Linked DNA regions of Drosophila melanogaster: region 1 is linked to region 2. The links are chromatin contacts, called in public Hi-C maps. All regions are on one chromosome and are shown on one strand. The core of a region is the stretch at or near the end of the contact, and the rest is flanking DNA. Distances in the headings are between cores, read along the strand shown.

Region 1 (3,376 bases), core at 553-3,052, 1.0 Mb after region 2:
AACACGTTGGAAAGCCCAGCACAAAGAAGCACAGTAAACACTGATTAACGCGAATTAACTTAAGTGTGATTAAAACTTGCAAAATATGGATTTATCTAACTATTACTATCAATTTAAAAGGTTTTCAAATATTTTGAAATTTGGTTAAAGTTAAAATATTGGACAAGGTTTGTTATAAAAACTAGTTACGCTTTTAAATTCCTTTGTTTGAAAAAAGAAATCGTTGGTATTTTCGCGATAAAATTAAACACTTCTTCCAGCAAAACTATATAGCATATTAGTTCGAGTTATGGAGCTCGAACTGTTTAAATCCGAATCAACCGCAAAACAAAAACAACAGCGTTTTGTAAATACGAAAACATTTCAACAACACGTGACCAACAACAAACCTGAGTGCTGCAATGGTGTGCGTGTGAGTGTGTGTAGATGTGCGCTTGTGTGTGTGCCAAATCGCTGACATGCTCGGCTCGCGTGAGAAATTACGTCATGCGCCACGAATTTTGAGTTGTTATTTATTATTATTTTTTTGTACTTTTTAGTGAGTTTGCCACTTTCAACGTGTCTCGATTAAAAACGAAAAGCAAATGGATCAAGAGTGTGAGAGAGAGAGGGGGCCAATGTAGCGTTTGATTATTATTTCGTTTTTTAAAGTGAAGCCCTCACAGAAACAACAACAAAAGTCGCGACTGTTGCGCTCTGTAATAAAAACAAAATGTCGGCCGAGTAGAGAGTATATGTGAGTGTTGTTTGCTTTGGGATTGTTGTTGCCAAGCGCCGGTTATCAGTTTGCGCTCTCTTGCGCTCTCTCTCTCGCTCACGCAGCCGCCGCCCAGTTGACTTCTGTTTCGCTTTGGAATTTGTCACGTTTCACGTGTTTTATTGTATGCCGCTGACTTTTGTTGTTGCTGCTCGCCTTGAGCTTCTGCGTCGTTGTTTTCTTTAGTTATTCGTAGTATATATGCACATAAATTTTCTTTTTGTTTTTTTTTTCGGTTTCATGTTATATTGTTTGTAGCCCGAGACTGTAACGGTAACTCTCCAGAGTTCGTACTTGAGAATCATTGGTGCACTTAAAGTTAACCATAACCATATTGGTATCGGCTTGGCAAACTAAATGCTTATAAATATATGTACATATGTATGTATATAATTCACACGCAACTCATTTATGAATATCTGCAACAACAACAACGCTGCTTGTGGTTTTGTAAGTGCCGTGAGTTTGCGAGTACGTGTTGTCTAGTCATCAAGCCCCCAAATGTCGACTGCACAGTGGAGCCAATCGGGTATTTTGCGATTTTGCCTTAGAATGCATTTCAAACTTATAAAAACTTCCCTTTAAAAGCAGGTCTCTTGAAATATAATCATATTATGGTATGTCGGCATATACATTTGTATGCCAGTTGTTACCCTTAAAGTAGGCAATAGTTACGTTTAATGGTTGATACATGTAAATTAACAAATTTCATAAACATTTGATTTTTGAAAATTGTATACTTACTTTATATTTTAGTGCCTGATTTGCTGCTAAACATATCCCCTGCCTAAACAAAGGCAATCTGTCAAATTTGCCAATCATGTCGTAGGAATCCCCTGGGCTTATCTCCCAGGGGAATTTGTGGTAATAAAATTTGAGTTTCTGTCCCACTGTGGCAATCACGTTCGCCGCACACGAAAAGCCTTATCTCTATTCTCTCTCCCAACAACACATGTTGCTCTCTCTTCTCCTTTGGCGTGCACGTCATTAATTTGGCGCTCTCTCGTCTCTTTTTTGGGGTCTCGTGCCGCCAGCGAGTTTTATTCATTCATTTCGATTCTGTCTCTTGTCGCGAACAGACGTTTGGGAAATAGTTCGGTGCGGGTGACGTGACAGTGCAAAAATTGAATACAAAAAAATAAGGCAAGAGGGAGAGCAAATAAAAAACAGCAAAATTAGCTGGAGGGGCAACAACAAATTTGATACATACCTATATATACGTGCTTTAATAGTGAAACACACGCACACGCATCACGTTGCTCGCTCGCCCGTACATATATTTATATCGGTGTGTGTGTGTATATAGAGGCGGCTGGTAAAATTCCACTGTGAAACGAAAGGAAGTTATTGTTTTCTGTGGCTCTATTCATGTACCATATATATTAACAAAACAAATAACAGTGTGTGCATAAAATTGATAAAAGCTAAAAACGTGTAAACAAAAATTAAACAAAAAACCGCGCAGCGCAATCACGTTTTCCGACACTATTTGCGTTTCTTCTGTTGTTTTTTGTGTGGATACCGCGAACGAGGAGGAATTGTTCCAACAAGTGCACCTTAATTGAAGCTCCAGTAACAGAAGAAGGAGAAGTACGAAAGAAAAACAGGAGGAGGAGTAAACACGTTATCGCTATCGTTATCGCACCCAAACACTAGCAAACGCACACCCAGTGATAAGCGAAAAAGAGTAAACAGGCGGTACACACTTATCAGCATTTTTCACTCGTTCCAACATAAATAAACACCCCGCTTCGTAATGCCCTTCTAAAATTTCGAATATAAATCCGGGACGTGAAACGTGAAAAAGTACCCGAAAGAAAAATATCTCATCTCAGCTTTGAAGAGAAAAGTAACTCGCCGCGCAGTGAATTCGCCGCACAGCCGTCGACTCGACAACCTGTTTGCTCGCCCATAAATTCGCCCCGGCATTTATCTCACAATTATTTCTGCACTGACGTAAGGAGGAGCACTTCCACCATTCCACCGCAACTGCAGCAAACCACGTCGACGCAGCAGCAGACGCAGCAGGCGCTCCACAAAACGTTCACACTGCCCAGGAGCGGATTCGGTGCGTTTCCAGTGCAAGCAGCCGGAGGAGGAGGAGGCGGAGGCGTGCGGAGCGGTTCCGTCTGTGGATCGAGGAGCAGGAGCCCCATTGGCACCACCATGGAGCCCTATTGGAACGAGACGAACGGACATGCCGCCCATCCGGTCAAGTATGAGAGGTAGGTATACTCAGCACAGATCGCCAGATCCCGCTGCAAGTCGAAAGCAAATAAAATCCAATCCAATGACTAAATCGAACCACTCACTTTCACCTGTGCGCGTTTAGCTTAAGCACGCAGAGAAAACTTATCACAAAATGTGCAACAATCCGAAAGCCCTCTCCAATTAGTTGAAAATTGTTAAAGTTTTATCCGTATCTGAACGACAAATTAAACCAAATGAATCTTTCTTAAATAAATAACAATCCGTAAATTTTTGGATAAGCATATTGCTAATTTAGATTCCCAAGACTTGTGATACCTTTTCTCTGTGAATTATTTAATGGTTTAGTGTATCTAAGACTCGCTTCTAGTGGTTAAGCCTAAGTCTCCGCCTCCTCTTCTATAACTCATA
Region 2 (2,979 bases), core at 446-2,945:
CAGGTTGAATGCACCACAGCGAAATGGTATAAGCGAATGCGAGAAAGAGAGGTAGCTACAGGGGGCGATAGTGTGCCAAAAATACACCAAGCTTGTCTGCTCCCTCATTCTATGGTTGTCCTTTTAGCCCTCTTTCTCTGCTCCTTCTCCTTTTCGACTGCACAATGCACTTCTTTTTCTTCTTCCGCAACCTTGTGCGTGTGCCCACATGTTTACATAAAGTGCAACTGTGTGCACGAAAAACGTTTCACCCTCTATTTGTAGCTCCAATTGTATCAGCATAATTATAGACACTGTGACAAATAAGTAATATGTTTTACCAAAAATTGCTAAAATTAAAGGTAAATGAAGAGTTATGTAGATAGTTGCTTCTTTTTATTAAGCAATAAAAAGGGAATTATTATGTACGTTTATATACTGCAAGTCTCGCTAAATTCTGCTACAATGTACATACATACATACAAATCTATACAAATCTATTACCCAAATCAGAGCATTTAAATAGATAAGCGCAGAGAATTTCGTATGGATTGGAGGTCTAAACGAATTTCTGTATTGCTCGTGGAGGGCAGACAGTGAACATTTGTAAGGCGCACCTTGTTATCAATCACCTTTTTTACGCATTGTTTGAGGCCCCTTTGTATCTCCGCCTCGTCTTGGTTTCTCTTACAACTGCGTCGTTTTAACTTCATGGGGCAAGCTACGGGGTATACGTATAAATACATACACATGTATGTATGTGTATGTACATACTCTATAAGGTTTGTGGCTAATACGTGATGGTAAACAAACTGCAATGCAATGGCCAAATGCGTTTCGGATTCACCACGACTGTTAGACACCCCCAACTCTGTTATCTCCGCCTGCAGGGCAATATTTTCGTTTTCCACCTCACGCGCGGTTGTTATTGCTGAAAACAGGAAATAATTTTCGTTTTCTATAGAAAACACTGCTGGCAGCCGTCGCTGTTGCGTGTCTGATATTTTATTTTTAACGCTCAGCGACTTTATACTACGTAGTATTTAGTATCGCTCGCTTTTAAGTTTGCCTTTGTACGTCTCGCATAATTTTGGAGCTTTTCTGCTTGCAACCTTGCCTTTAAGTTTACAAAGTTCGTTAGCACTAGCGTATTTTTACTGTCTGTTCATTTAAATTGTTATTATTTTTGGTTGGTTTTTTTTCTTTATTGCTTTTTATTTTGGCTTGTTTGTCATCACAACAAGGCTAGTGCAGAACCAATTTCGTAGGCAGGTGCGACCTTTGATAGCTGAAATATTTGTCGAGAAACTTTACAAACTGGTATCTATCTACGGATCGTAAGTGATATTTTATATTATTTATATGAACACGATCTCATTGGAGCCTATGACCTCTAATTAAGCGAATTCTTAGCCCCACTCTGACTTTTTAATTTGCTTTTGATTTTACATTTGCTTTGCGAGTGATCGCAACAAAATAACATTTCGATGTGAAAGCGTGGTCGGATTGACGATACCCTCTAATATATATTTAATAAATGTATGCATGAATTTATTGAAAATAATATTTCCTAAATTGTATTTAACATTCTAAGTATTATTTATTAGATATATACAAAATAGACAAAAAGAATGTAATGAGCAAAAACTGGGCAATCATATTTTCAGTGCTGTATAATTTTTATTAGCACTGCATTTCAGAGCTAATCAACACTAAGCTTTTGTGCTTCATTCCATTCTCAGTAAGGACAAAACACGAAATTAGACTACAAATGTTCTGAAACATCAGTAATGAAATTGGACAAAGTGCACCTCAAAACGGACATTCTCTTGGTAAGGGTGATTTGGAAAACCAAATTTCAGGCCTGTTAAACTGCGGCAAATACTCACCACGGCCAGCCAACAGCCATTTCACAATATGGCACTGTTATCAAAAAGATTACTATTGGGGAAGACAAAGCAATCGCCATACGCTAGGCGATTTCTACATTAATACTTTTGTTTCCCGTTCGGTGAACGCATAGAAATTGATATTAAAATTATTTTTTTTAAAAAGTGCGCAGTTTGCATTGATGACGCAGCAGCGCAGTTTCGCTCTCTGCGGCTGTTAACACGCTGTAGCTCTCTTTGGGCTGGCGAACAATATGGCGTCGTCGAAATTATGTCGTCGCCCAATTTAAAGTCATACGAAAAACCATAAAGATTATTAAAAGCGCGTTTGAAGGTTTCTTGAAACGCCCAGTAAGCGGAAATAGTTTTGGTTTGTTGGCAGGGACTCGATATAAATTTGACTCTCTATCGTTGCATTGGTCTTTTGTCTCTTGTCTCCCTCTGTTCCCCTTCCACAATCTTATTGTGTGTGCACTTTGCACTGTTGGGCTAACATAGCGTGGTGTTTTTCGTTGGAAATACGCATTTTCGACCATCTTTGCTCGGTTCACATTTAATTTATTTCCTACATGGCTTCTCTCCGTTGACTGGCGATTTCTTTTTAGCCTGTCATCCTTCATTCCCCTTTCCTAACCACTTTCTCACCACACCAGCAATCAACGCTCTTTTTGCGTTAACAGCGCTCGTTTGGGCTAGAGATGAGACCATGAGTTTATGTTACGTCGTGTCACGATAAGAATTTTATTTTACATACATTTCGGTCCAATTTGCGTTTGATTTTATTGTCAAGAGGAGAAAATACAAATTGAAAATAATTTTAAACAAACATTGTATTCGATTTTATATAAATAAGTGTTTCTTTTATAGCTAATGTATTGAAAATAATAATCATTTCGATCATTTCAATCCTACATACTCCTGGTATTGTTAACTGCTTTCAACCGGAGAAGTTGAGTGACAGACTCACGCTCTCATCACCAAATTGCCACCAACAGAGCTCTGTTAGCTCGCCAGTCGCAGTCATCAAGCGTTGCGAGGTCCGCTCATTTCTGTTAGAGTGCTTGGAGACTTCACTTCGCGTTTGGAGGATCAGATCCACGTTGGTTTTTGG

The links. A called contact is a pair of places that touch in the nucleus more often than the background predicts.
Region 1: a contact with region 2 is called in a Hi-C map of the Kc167 cell line, with 2.6 times the contacts expected there. A contact is called at or near these places in 2 of 107 Hi-C or Micro-C datasets (both in the Kc167 cell line).

What each region holds. Positions count from the first base shown.
Region 1 is chr3R:10,386,456-10,389,831 of dm6, forward strand. It overlaps cwo (clockwork orange), which reads left to right and starts at 1,803. Exons shown (of 4, transcript NM_080036.3): 1 at 1,803-2,982. The coding sequence starts at 2,924. lncRNA:CR44938 (long non-coding RNA:CR44938) reads right to left here and starts at 930. Exons shown (of 2, transcript NR_125128.1): 1 at 390-930.
Region 2 is chr3R:9,338,959-9,341,937 of dm6, forward strand. drn (doctor no) reads left to right here and starts at 1,696. Exons shown (of 5, transcript NM_001275480.2): 1 at 1,696-1,811. It overlaps lncRNA:CR43301 (long non-coding RNA:CR43301), which reads right to left and starts at 1,034. Exons shown (of 1, transcript NR_048352.1): 1 at 1-1,034.